Regions from separate parts of the Zea mays genome. Here region 2 is linked to region 1. The links are chromatin contacts, called in public Hi-C maps. All regions are on one chromosome and are shown on one strand. The core of a region is the stretch at or near the end of the contact, and the rest is flanking DNA. Distances in the headings are between cores, read along the strand shown.

What was found. A called contact is a pair of places that touch in the nucleus more often than the background predicts.
Region 2: a contact with region 1 is called in a Hi-C map of bundle sheath, with 2.3 times the contacts expected there. The contact joins the promoter of LOC100193200 here to the promoter of LOC100191431 in region 1. A contact is called at or near these places in 2 of 25 Hi-C or Micro-C datasets (bundle sheath and ear).

Annotation. Positions count from the first base shown.
Region 1 is chr10:78,416,424-78,423,501 of Zm-B73-REFERENCE-NAM-5.0, forward strand. LOC100191431 reads left to right here and starts at 1,847. Exons shown (of 6, transcript NM_001136864.1): 1 at 1,847-2,086; 2 at 2,257-2,963; 3 at 4,173-4,209; 4 at 5,529-5,765; 5 at 5,858-5,905. The coding sequence starts at 2,656.
Region 2 is chr10:78,716,446-78,723,103 of Zm-B73-REFERENCE-NAM-5.0, forward strand. It overlaps LOC100193200, which reads left to right and starts at 3,847. Exons shown (of 2, transcript NM_001138354.1): 1 at 3,847-4,996. The coding sequence starts at 4,201. It overlaps LOC100381523, which reads left to right and starts at 923. Exons shown (of 2, transcript NM_001174353.1): 1 at 923-2,120; 2 at 2,320-2,756. The coding sequence starts at 1,352. The coding sequence ends at 2,077.

The sequences.
Region 1 (7,078 bases), core at 597-3,096:
TTTGCCTCATCCCGAGACAAATACATTGTTGGTAGCTTATGGATTTCCAGTAACGAGTAGAGTAGCTTCGATCTGGGTTTAGGGTCGCATGACTTGGTGGCTACGTACATCTCTCTGTTTTTAATAGATAATGAAGTCAAGATTTGTTGCGAGAACCAAAAAAGTACGCTAATGGTTATGAGGTGAATAAAGTACCCTGCTATGAGTTTGAGATAATTCAATGTTGTGTGAGAAAGAGCAAAACCTTGACGAGGATTCCCTTGTATGAGATAATTTCATGTGATTCTAAACTGAATGGTTATACTCTCTCTTCTTTTGATTTGGCCACTTCTATTTTCTCTGTTTTGTTATAGCATCAAGCTGATTTGTGTCTAATTTATAGGAACGATGTTAGCGAAAGTCAATTTAATCTGGTGCTGAACATTGAGTTGCAACAAATCATCGATGGAGACTGAGTCACCGCAGCCAGAAACCACTGTCTCAAGGTGCTGAACATTGAGTTGCAACAAATCATCGATGGAAACCGAGTCACCGCAGCGCAGCCAGAAACCACTGTCTCAATTTAAGGAGATTTTCCATCTATGTTTGTTAGAAGGCATAATGCCTATTTATCTCTTGTATTCGAACATTTGGCAATTAAGAAATAGAAGATTAGTTCCCCAATATCCCATCTTCCTAATCTCACCTTTCACGGCTTCTGGGGAACAATCACTTGCTATTACTGACTGACATGTCCACTCCTCATATGTTAGATATTGGTGTTGATATATATATGTTGTTTGTTTTCATGTAATTGTTGTGCACTAACATTTATAGAATAATCTGTATACCGTCGCAACACAAGGGCACTCACGTAGTAGAAGAAGATGACGAGATTGGCAGATAGGGTCGTCTATCTCTAAGAGAAACTGACAGTATTTTTTTCTCTCTAAAAAGCCATAACTGTCTAACAAATATCTTTTAGCTTTTATAATATCTATAACTAGTCAGCACAACTATTTTTTAAAAGTTCCATCACAATTAAAAAGAGCCTTTAGTAATATAAATAAATCTGCTATCGTCATAGGAAACTGGCAACCATCAACTCAGAAACACACGCTAGCGGCTAGCACTTCTCGACGAAACACCACCAAAATTTGGCTGGAGAATTGAACGGCTACAACAACGTGTCATATAAAAATACTCTATAATTCAAAAATAAGTATATTTTATATGGTTTAGTGCATCGATAAAATTTTCTGCTTCAACAGTAAAGTCTTAATTCTAGATTATATAATAGTCCACTAGATTTTAGTATATCTGATGCATTTAATATAGTGCCCTATATGTTTTTGATAAAATTTTACAAAATAAGACACTGTTGGAGTAATTTTTCTAATGGAAAGTCATATATTTCAATTTAAGACATTAGTTTGAAGTATTGTTGGAGATGCTCCTAACAAACTGAACTTGAAAAAACAACAGTTATTACAACCTTTTCATCAGATTTGTTCTGTATAAACGTCCCGCAACAAATATCTACGAAACCAACACACGGTTCATCACAAAAAATTCCAAGAACGTGACATCACACACCCAACAAACACTTCATTCTGCAAAACTTTTGGCCTCATCCGGGCCGTCTGATAAGACGATCAGACGGTGCTCAGTTTCTGGATCGGCGGAGGCACACGCGGCACCGTAGCGGCGGCTGAACACCGCCACGCTGCAAAGCCTCTCCCGTTCCTTTTTTGCAAAGGCGTGGGGATCCCCTGCACTTTCCGCTGCCCTGTTCCATCTTCATCTCCCCTCCCCACATACCCCTGCTGCCGCACCCGCACGCACGCACACAACAGCAGCACAGCGTCTCTTCCTCCTCCCAAAACCTCTCTCCTCTCCCTTTCTCTGTCTCTGAGCGTGTGTCTGTCTGTCAGTGAGTAATAAATGGCAGCGAGCAGCGTGCGTGGCTGAAGGCTGCTGAGCAGAGCAGGGCGAGCGCTCGCTAGTCGGCTAGTGCTGTGCTGTGCTGTGCTGTGCAGCGGTTGCTCCTCCTGGTCCTGCTACTGCTCCGCTCTCCTCGTCGCTTGCTCGTCTTTTTTCCACACTGGTAACTGCTGCACTAAACCCTCCCAAACCCCTCCCCCTGTACGACTGGTACATCATAAATCCATTCCTTTTTTATGTTCCTCGATCGCCTTCTCCCTGTTGAGATTTCAGAGATGGCGCCGATCAGCTGCCCGGTGGAGTGAGCTGGTTTCTTTGTTTTTTTATTATTAGGGCGGATTTCTTTCTCGCAAGGAGCAGGAGGAGGAGGAGGGGGAAAGGTTTGTCCGTTTCTTGCGAGAGCCCGTTGCAGAGATCCAGCCAGGCAGCAGGATTCAAGAACCTGACCTTTTTGTGCTCTACTCCCCGAGAGATTTTCACCCAAAGTTTGGTCCTTGGAGCCGATTCGATCCCTGGAAACAACCAAGTGAAGGTGCCGCAAATCCGTTGTGACTGCACAAAATCCCAAAACGCCTCTGCCACCTATCTATTTGATCGTTGGGAACCTAGCTCCATCCATCTGAGCCAAGAAAGCAGCAGCCGCAGGGCGGAGGGGAGGGGAGAGGATAGGAGAGGGCGTCCTCTTCCGAGCAGCCCGCATTGCCGCCTGTCGATGAGTGAGCGCTGCCTCCGATGCCGTCGGGGTGCTCGGTGTCCAGTCTCGCGGCGCGGTTCGCCTTCTTCCCGCCGGAGCCGGCGACGTACGCCGTCCGGAAGGACGAGGCCACGGGCCGCCTCGTCGCCTCCGGCGTGCCGCGGGACAACGCCATGGACGTCCTGCTCGTCGACACCAGCAGGGGGAACAAGGTGGTGGCCTTCTACTTCCGGAACCCCTGCGCGCGCCTCACCCTGCTCTACTCGCACGGCAACGCTGCCGACCTCGGCCAGCTGTACGACCTCTTTGTGCAGCTCAAGGTCAATCTCAAGATCAACCTGATGGGGTTAGTAGTGCACTATGCTTCCTGCCCATCTCTGTGATCTTGCAATTCTTACCTTTCAGGGCTAGTTTAGCAACCTTATTTTTTCAATGGATTTCCATTTTACCATGGGAAAATGAGAATTCCTTGAAAATGGAGTTGCCAAACTAGCCCCAGTGTTTGTTGTACTAGGTGCATTTATTATGCTGTTCCTTAGTTTCTATCTATCAAATGCTATGTTCCATGATCTGTTTAGGTAAGTGTACTTCAGTAGTAATACCTGTCCTATATAGGATGCTCTGCCCGGACATGCCATTGTTTTCTATTTGCTGGATTTTAGCCGCGCGGGAGGGGGGGCGCTGGTCGGGGCTACTGGAGAAGATCACTTACCTTTAGTGACAATTTTTGTGCGAATTACTGACGCTGCATTGCATAGATCAGTTCCGTTTTGCATGTGTAGGGCGGTGAAAGCACTCCGTTACTAGAATTGGGGATATGGACGCGGTTATTCTAGTTTTTCCGCGGCGGTTTTCAGTGAGTGCAGAACTTTTAAAAGTTCCGAGAATGGATTATGACGTGTGCTTCAGTTCTGCCGTTTCTTGTTCCGAATGTAGAACGTGGTATCAAAGAAGATTCAGTTTATATGGCTGCGTATGCGTTACTGGTATGAATTGGGGGGGGGGGGGGGGCTGGTCGGGGCTACTGGAGAAGATACACTTACCTTTAGTGACAATTTTTGTGCGAATTACTGACGCTGCATTGCATAGATCAGTTCCGTTTTGCATGTGGAGGGCGGCGGAAGCACTCCGTTACTAGAATTGGGGATATGGATGTGGTTATTCTAGTTTTTCCGCGGCGGTTTTCAGTGAGTGCAGAACTTTTAAAAGTTCCGAGAATGGATTATGACGTGTGCTTCAGTTCTGCCGTTTCTTGTTCCAAATGTAGAACGTGGTATCAATAGAAGATTCAGTTTATATGGCTGCATATGCGTTACTGGTATGAATGGTCGTCAAGGAAAAACGTTAAATTTAACCTTTTCTGTTGTCGATATACTGCATGTCACTATATCAGTGGGCCAAAGTTGACTGTGTCTTCATTCTTTGAATAATTGCGTCATTTTTGTTTCACTAAGATGATGTGGTGTTTTCGGTTTCATCGGTCTGCTCTTAAGGTAAGTTATAATGTTATGTAGAACACGCTGACGTGATTGACTGTCTTCTTCTGTGATCGCAGATATGACTATTCTGGCTATGGTGCATCTACTGGCAAGGTAAGGAAGAACTCTTTTTTTCAAGTATGAACTATGTAGCACCATGGACATAATGTTTTTTTTTCTAGAACACGCAGGAGCTGCACATCTTTATATTAGAGAGAGAGAAACAGGACTTACATCCATAGCCAAAACAGAAAAAGAAACAAAAGAAAAGGAAAAACAAAAAGGTTACAGATGAGTAAAAGGATTAGATCCGATATTACTCATGGAACTAGGGAGACCAAGCTGACCCAAACTCCTGGCGCCCTCTAGGAGCCAACAGGAGAACTCATCACTGAAATGCTGCTGTACCCTCTGAATGGAAGGACGATGGACATAATGCTGATGAGTTGAAAATTAGAAGTGGTGGTGAATCGCTGATTGTCTGTTCCAAACACTTCTCTTAGATCTTATTGGCCTTTCAGAACTAACACATATACCTTTGCAAAAAGAAAAAAAAAACTGACACAGATAAATAGTTATCTAATCTGCCTAGCTACAGATCTTGCAATTTTGCATTTAGTCTCAAGATTCAACGTGCTATGCTCAAGAAATGTGGTTTTAGTTTTACGTTACAGGAACATAGTTTATATACCTACATGAGAAGATGCTTTTTGGCCCATGCCTGACTGGTGCATTACTGGCACAGCATGGCCAATGCATCTTCAAAGGTTGTTCAGAGATAGCAATGATCAGCATATTTTTAGATTCGAACCTTTTTCTTTTCAGCCATGCATGCCATTTTAAAAGTGTCATACTACAGTTTTAAGAATCAGCTTTTGCAAAACTACATGCATGAGCAGTTTATTCCATTCAGGTCCACCTGCAGGCTTCATGGATGTCCAAACTATCCATCTCACTGCTGTGGCATGATATGCAGGTTGTTTCAATGGAATGTGGACCCAACATGTCATTCCCAATTCAATGCAAAAAAGTTTTTTTAAGCAAAATTTCGTGATATTGTTTATATGTCATAAAGTTGAATCAAGGTTTTTATGTTCTGACCTAATCTTACGTCATTCCTGAAATTTCAGAACTAAATAAGCAAACTTTACTCGTTTTCTTTTGTTTTTCCTGTTTTGTATTTTAAAACTCCATGTAGTCAGTACAGTAATAATTCCTGACTTATGAAACTTTATTCATCTTAAATTTCAAATTATGTTTTGGATACTGGATTGGCTGATATATTGCTATATGCTCATTTGAGCTAAGTCAGATTCCGTGTTCAGTTCGTATTGCTGCCAGGTTCCTGGTATTTGCAGTTATCATACACTTGCATCCTTTCTAGAGGATTACATTTCGGAGGGCTGGACCTTATGTTTGTTATTTGTATGCAGCCAAGTGAAGAGAATACATATGCAGACATTGAAGCAGTGTACCAATGCTTAGAAACTGAGTATGGGATCAGCCAGGAAGACATTATCTTGTACGGACAATCTGTCGGCAGTGGACCAACATTACATTTAGCCTCTCGTTTGCCTAGATTGCGTGGGGTGGTTCTCCACAGCGCTATACTGTCAGGCCTCCGTGTGGTTTGCCATGTGAACTTTACTTTCTGCTTTGACATTTACAAAGTAAATAACTCAAACTGATTCTCTTTTGCAGTCTGCAGCTCTTATGCTTAGGGTTACCCTTTACTAATGTCTAGCCAAAATTATTTCTGCAGAATGTCAAGAAAATAAAAAAGGTCAAATGCCCAGTGCTCGTTATTCATGTAAGTGTTCTCTAATAGGATATCTTGCTTTTGTCTATTTATATTGCTTGTGTGATTGGACAAATAGCATTGAATTTCAACTAACATGCACTGGTTTCTTAGCTGTGAATTTCTCAGCAGTGCCATCTTTTGTACATTTTACCACTTTAGCATCCCTTCTGATGGCAGTGTGCTGTTGTTGTTCCTGCTACACTACTCGTGTATGTATTGGAGCAGTAATGTTATTACTGGCAGTAGTAACATTGAATCATTTCATTGCTCATTACACACACTAGTGCATCACGGCATCAAAACATCCTTTTAGTAGAAAAAAGCAATTTCATGTATACCTTTGCTGTGCAGGTTCAGATATAGTCATATAGGAATCAAAGATATGAACAGTTCGAATCTATTTAGAAGAAAATCCATTTAATATCTGGAATCCCTTTGATCACGTTCTCTCCTCTGAAATCTTGCTACTCCTAGCAGGACAATTCATCAACATTGGTACCATTTTCTTGGTGCAGACCTTGTGCTGGAGCCTCTGACATGAGTGGGGTCTATAGGAAGGGATAAACCGAGCCAAGCCCAAGCCTTCCCTCGGTAAATGCGGAGAGGCATCTTTGAACCCGTGACATGGTGCCAATCCTTGGCTTATGAATAATTTCTTTAAACCAAATGTTTGAGCCTATCTGTGGCCTCTTACATAGGTTTAGATAATGGGGGTAACCTCCAGCCTCTACACTAACCAGGGATGTATACAGTATACAGCCATAAGTAGATGGAAAAGTATACAGGTGGAGGGGGGAAACAGCAGAACTACAAGGTCCAGAAACAAAGTCTTCATTCAGCCTGTTCATTTTTAATACTCAACCCTGCCGCTGCAAATGAACACTTGCACAGCACTGTTCCTTGTGCTGCTGCAGCCGCAGCTGGCTGTTCTGAACAGGCCCAAAGCCTCAGCTAGCGAGGAGTTAAGTCAACTGAATCCATGCCCTTTTATGGGCTGGGATGTCACTAGCAGTTGTAGTAGTTCCCTACATGCCCCTGTGGGACCTCACCGACTTGATTCAGCCTGTAACCAACCCCAAAGAATAATTGGGCATTGGTAGTCCTTGCGTTAGTGGTCGTTGGCCTTTCGCTGTTCATCCAGTCATAGTGAACAGCTTATGTTGTCTTGGCTGAGCCCAACCA
Region 2 (6,658 bases), core at 2,597-5,096, 300 kb after region 1:
ATTCATAAAGCGTGTCAAGAAGACGAAGGCTGAGAAGTTGGCGATCGTTGACCATTCGAAGATTGACTACCAACCGTTCCGGAAGAATTTCTATATTGAGGTGAAGGACATCACCAAGATGACATCCGAGGAAGTGGTAGACTACCGGAAGCACTTGGAGCTCAAGGTGCATGGGAAAGATGTGCCCAAGCCAATAAAGACATGGGTGCAGAGTGGGCTGACAAGCAAACTCCTTGATACCATCAAGAAGCTTGGTTTTGAGAAACCGATGCCTATACAGACACAGGCTTTGCCGATCATAATGAGTGGTCGTGATTGTATAGGCATCGCAAAAACTGGATCTGGCAAGACTCTAGCATTTGTCCTCCCAATGCTGAGGCATGTTAAAGATCAGCCCCCTGTTGTCCCTGGAGATGGCCCTATTGGGCTTATTATGGCTCCTACTAGAGAGCTTGTGGTCCAGATACATTCAGACATCAAGAAGTTCTCTAAGGTGCTTGGCATCAACTGTGTTGCAATCTATGGTGGTTCGGGAGTTGCACAGCAGATCAGCGAATTGAAGAGGGGTGCCGAAATTGTTGTTTGTACACCGGGAAGGATGATCGATATCCTTTGCACTAGCAGTGGAAAAATAACTAACCTTCGCAGAGTGACTTTCTTGGTGATGGATGAAGCTGATAGAATGTTTGACATGGGTTTTGAGCCTCAGATTACTCGTATAGTTCAGAATACCCGGCCAGATCGGCAGACAGTACTTTTCTCTGCCACATTTCCACGGCAGGTGGAGATACTGGCACGCAAGGTGCTTACCAAGCCTGTTGAAATTCAGGTGGGTGGGAGGAGTGTCGTGAACAAAGATATCACACAACTGGTTGAGGTCCGACCAGACACCGAGAGGTTCTTCAGGCTATTAGAGTTGCTTGGTGAATGGTATGTTAAGGGGAAAATCCTTGTTTTTGTTCACTCACAAGATAAGTGTGATTCTCTACTCAAAGACTTGTTCCAGCATGGGTATCCATGTCTGTCCCTTCATGGTGGCAAAGATCAGACTGACCGCGAATCAACTATTGCTGATTTCAAGAGCAACGTGTGCAGCTTGCTGATTGCTACTAGTGTTGCTGCTAGAGGATTAGATGTTAAAGAACTTGAACTGGTTGTCAATTATGATGTCCCTAACCATTATGAGGACTATGTTCATCGTGTTGGTAGAACAGGTCGTGCTGGTAGAAAGGGCTTTGCCGTTACTTTTATTTCTGATGAGGATGAGCGCTATGCAACAGACCTTGTTAAGGCTCTGGAGCTCTCTGAGCAGGCTGTTCCACAGGACCTAAAAGCCCTGGCTGATAGATTTATGGCTAAGGTGAAACAGGGAACTGAGCAGGCCCATGGCACAGGCTATGGTGGTAGTGGTTTTAAGTTTAACGAGGAAGAGGATGAAGCACGGAAGACCGCGAAGAAGGCTCAGGCAAGGGAATATGGATATGAGGAGGACAAGTCAGATTCAGATTCTGATGATGAAGGGGGAGTGCGTAAGGCAGGAGGTGATCTGGCAGCACAAGCTATTGCCAATGCTCATGCAGCTGCTGCTTTGGTTGCAAACAAGGCTGCTAATAATGCAAATCAGCAAATACCAGGATCTGCAACAGCCCCCTTGATTCCTTTACTCACAGCATCAAACCAACAAAATGATGAGGCCACTGCTCGGGCACTTCAGGCTGCAATGAACTTGCAACAAAATCTGGCAAGGATACAGGCCCATGCAGTTCCAGAACACTATGAGGCTGAACTTGAGATTAATGATTTCCCACAGAATGCCCGTTGGAGAATCACTCACAAAGAGACACTGGCCCCTATTCAGGACTGGACTGGTGCTGCTATCACTACGAGGGGAACATATATTCCTCAAGGAAAAATTGTTGGTGCAAATGAGCGCAAGCTTTACCTGTTTATCGAGGGCCCGACAGAGTCTTCTGTGAAGAAGGCGAAAGCAGAATTAAAACGTGTCCTTGAGGATTGTGCAAACCAGGCTCTAAATCTTCCTGGATCTGCTCAAACTGGAAAATATTCTGTTATTTGAGTTGCAGAGTAGATAACAAAGTGGCCGAGTATTTTTTTAGGAGGTATGTGTGTGGGCGCAGTATACAAATTAGTTCCTTCTGTTACTTCAAGCTGATCTCTCTGGGAACACTTGTCATAGTCATAACAAACTGATGCTTTTCTCATTTCTGTCTTATATTTTGCATGGCACTAGTCTGTTCTATGCTATGTTTGCTCTTATGCATGTTATTATTACTGACAACTTTCTGATTTTTATTGCAGCTTATAATGGTTTGCACACTTCAAAGCCGCTGATGGATTGCTACTTCTGATGCTCTTGCTGTCTCCAGCCTTTTATTTTGTCTGATACTCTTTTATAAGGCAACTATGGTTACTTAATGTGACATGATTATTATGAAATTGTCGGGGTATTTTGGCAATTTCTACTGATGAGTTTTCATTGCCTTTGGACAGAAGACTTAGAACACAGGCGGTGACCGAGTGCTGTAATGCAAAGGAAGGCGGCCAGTTTTCTGGTGCGGTTTTGAAAGTGCTGGTTGTGTTATGACACTTTGAAAACTGATCTTATTATTTTCTTGTTTATGGATATCGTTCCCTTTTTGTGAGAGGCAATACAAAGTTTGTGTGACTATGGTCTAATTAATCCAGGTGTACGTATTGATTTGCCTATTCGGAAGCTGAGAAGCTATAGCTTTCTCTGTTGGTTTGGTCCTATTTACCCTTCATTACTTGTGTGCTCTGTTTAGTGTTTTTATCCCTTTAAAAAGGTGCAGTGATGTTCTTGTTTTGGTCTTCAGATGCACTATTGTTACTGTTGCAAGCGGAGGGCATCTTATAGGTATGTCTATAAGCTGCAGCTGGCCTTGGTGGTTGCTGAGATGGCCAAACATCTTGCTCATATGTTTCCATTGCTGTAACTTTCTTTCCTCTTCGATCTTATCTTTGTGAAAAGGGGTGTTGCTTAGGAAAAATAGATGAAACTGGTAAGATTTGGCTCGATTTGCTGAGACTTGAGAAAATGTGAATGATCATGGAGCAATTTTACCTTTCTATCGGTCTATCTTAGGTTATCTCCAATAATTTACTCATTCTCTAAATTGCCTAATGTGCTTGCGCTCTTAATGGTGTATGAAATGCTATATATGCCTGGGGCCCTAATATTATCTATGAACAGTGTTTGCCCTAATGTTTCGTCGCTTCGTCTCATCTTCCCTGAAAAGTGTGCCTGTTATACTACCCATACTTCTTTTGGCGCAGATAAAAATAACAGATGAAATCGGTAAAGATTCTTTTTTCTTGAACCCGAGGAAGTATGGATGATGCTGCGTGCATGAACAAGATTGTGAAATTGCATGCCTGAATTCTGGCGAGTGATGATTCATCTATGTTTCCGGTCATCCTGATAAGCTTGCGCAGTATCGTCTCCGCGGTTATGGTGTCCAGATTTTTGAGTTCAATTCATGGTGTCAACAAATAGCACGGCAGTTTACATTGGAATAAATTTCTTGAGTCAAATCAGAAAGCTGCGCAAAAAACGAGAGGATATACTTCACGCACAACTCAAATCATTTGTAAATGAGTTGCACTAGAAAATCCACCAAACTATACATACAATTCAATGTCTCTCCTAGCTTCCTTTTCCTTCTGTTCTAGCGCTACTGGGCCGCAAACCTGCCGTCCAGGTTAGCTGGTTAGGCCCATGGGCCCACGCCAGCCCTAACAAACGCAGGGAAATGAGGAGCTCCAAATGCCGTGGCGACTTGCTCGTCCGGTTCAGTTCAGTGGCGCCGTCGTGCCTCGACGACGGCGGGAGACGCCGCAAGCAGGTGAGAGTGAGACGGGCGGTGACTAGCGGGCGCTTAGGCCGACATCGGCCCCGCAGCGGCGGGGTAGGGTGCGTCGACACGCGGGACTGCGACTTGGGGGGGATTGATTCCCTTCGCTGTGAGCAAACCATACCCAAATCCCTCTCTCCCGTCCTCCCTATCCAGCTTATTTGGTTGCGGATTTCTTAGATGCGGTGTCCTACTGAACGGAATTGGTGGTCTGTTCGATTAGGTTCTCTCTTCTCCGGCGCGTGCGCGCGGGATCGAAGGTAGGGTTTGGGCCCCAAAGTTCGTGTCTTTGGGGACAGCGGCGGCGATGGACTACACCAACGCCATCCACATCATCCCGGACGCCGCGGGCCCCGACGCCTGGGCCAACGCGGCGTCGGCCGCGGGCGCCGACGCCAGCATCTGGGCCACCGAGGACGACTACCGCCAGTGGAGCGCCGAACCAGGCTACGGCGACCGGAACCCCTCGTCGCGGGCGGGGAGCGAGCAGCCGCCGCCGGGCAAGAAGGCTCGCGGCGGGGGCGGCGGCAGCGATAGCGGCGGCGGTGGCAGCACGAGCAAGTCGCGCGCCATTGGCAAGATGTTCTTCAAGACCAAGCTCTGCTGCAAGTTCCGGGCCGGGACCTGTCCCTACGTCACCAACTGCAACTTCGCGCATGGCATGGAGGAGCTCCGGAAGCCACCGCCCAACTGGCAGGAGATCGTGGCCGCCCACGAGGAGGCCACGGAGCAGCGGGAGGAGCACCAGATCCCCATCATGACATCTGGAAGTGTTGTAGCTGGAGACGGCGGCGGTGGCAGTGGTGGCGGCTCGCAGGGGGGCAGGGCATTCAAGGGCCGTCACTGCAAGAAGTTCTACACTGAAGAGGGCTGCCCCTATGGTGACACATGCACCTTCCTGCATGATGAGCAGTCTAAGGCACGGGAGAGCGTGGCCATCAGTCTCTCGCCCACCGTTGGTGGTGGGGGATACAATGCTGCCTCCGCCAACGGAGTGATGGTGCAGAAGCCGTCCAACTGGAAGACAAGGATCTGTAACAAGTGGGAGATGACTGGATACTGCCCATTTGGGAGCAAATGCCACTTTGCTCATGGTTCTACCGGTGAGTCTCAGGTTCATATGCGTCTTTATTAATCAGTAAAAACTTCTGTGGAATCAAGCTCGCTTTGCAATCAAACTACCAAAAGCCAGTCCTAAATTGAAGCAGGAAGTATAACAAGTTGATGCACTGGGAAAAACTGCTGTGCAATCAATTTTCGCGTGCAATCGCTATCCAAGCGAACTCCCAAAAGTCTTTTTTTTTTGGAAAAATATAGATGTTTTTCATTATTTGCTCTACCAATATATCAAATATCAAGTTTTAATCCATCTTATGTTAAGAGGTATAAAAAAGAGAAATTGAGAATTCTATCCAATATGAAGAATTATAAAATGATAGAATTTTCTCTTTTATATCTTTTAACATAAGATGAATTAGAACTTGACATTTGATGTATTTTTTCTCTCGAACACGCAGGAGAGCTGCAGATCATTATATTAAGAGAGAGAAAAGGTCTAAAATGGACCAAAGTACAATGCCCAATGGGCACACATAAGACTAGACCAGATTGAAAAATGTAAACCTTCCTTGAGTTCAGTTAAAAGTTTGTTTTTAGATGAGTTGAGTTATTGGGATAGGGCTAGTGCTAAACATATAGCAAGTCTTGGCCTTCATGCTACATTTGATGCATTGGTAGAGTAAATAATGAAGTAGATATATATTTTTTTTTCCTTTTTTATGACTTTTGGTAGTTCGATTGCACGCGAAACTTGATTGTACAAGAGTTTTTCCCTGTGCATCAACTTGTTATACTTCCTACTTCAATTTAGGACTTGCGATTTGTGTTTCTTTTAAGTAATTTGTGCATGATACTCTATTATAGTGAACTTTTGGTAGAAACATTGTTCATTGCACTCCTTAATTATTATCCTTGATATTAAGTCTAATAGGTTGGGTTATTGACCGTGTTTCATAATTAGTGACAATAAATGGTTGCTTAATTTCAAATGTTGTTTCATTGAATTAATTTTGTGTCGTGTTGTGGATGTTTATGCTGATTTCTGACATGATAATGAATTGCCAGGAAAAAAAGATCTGTTGGGGTTACAAGATCTTTATGGTTTCTGGAGTAGACCATGCTGGTTTATGTAGTTACTTTGTAGCAGTATCTCTGATTTGAACTACTGTTTTGTCAATTATTTTTCAATCATGTATGGTTGGAAGTATATGCTATGATTCTCAATGCGCTGATGAATTCCTAGAAGGAATATTTTTGGGCTGTGAGATGTTTATGGTTTATTTTTTTCTTTCTCGAATACGCAGTAGGGCTGCGTATCATTATATTAAAGTAGAGGAAAAAAGGCCTGAGGCCTGGGACAATCAGAACACAACACAAAAAAAAAACACACCAGACTCACAAAAAGCACACACACACACACACCAAACATACACAACATAGACACATATCAGTCACAGGACACACCACCACCCCAGCCTAGCAAGAGGCTACAAAAATATTTTATGGTTTATGAGTGAACCATGCTGGTAGGTGTAGACATTGTAGCATATACATAATTCTTTTGGGGTTTGGTTGGTTTCAATTTTCAAAGTTTGTGATTGCTGATTGAGGGTGTGTCATTGATAAGAATGTAGTTCCATCTGCCTTTTCTTTTTGGATTTGTGGACATTATGCTGGGTTGGGTTCGGTGGCAGCAAAACAAGGTC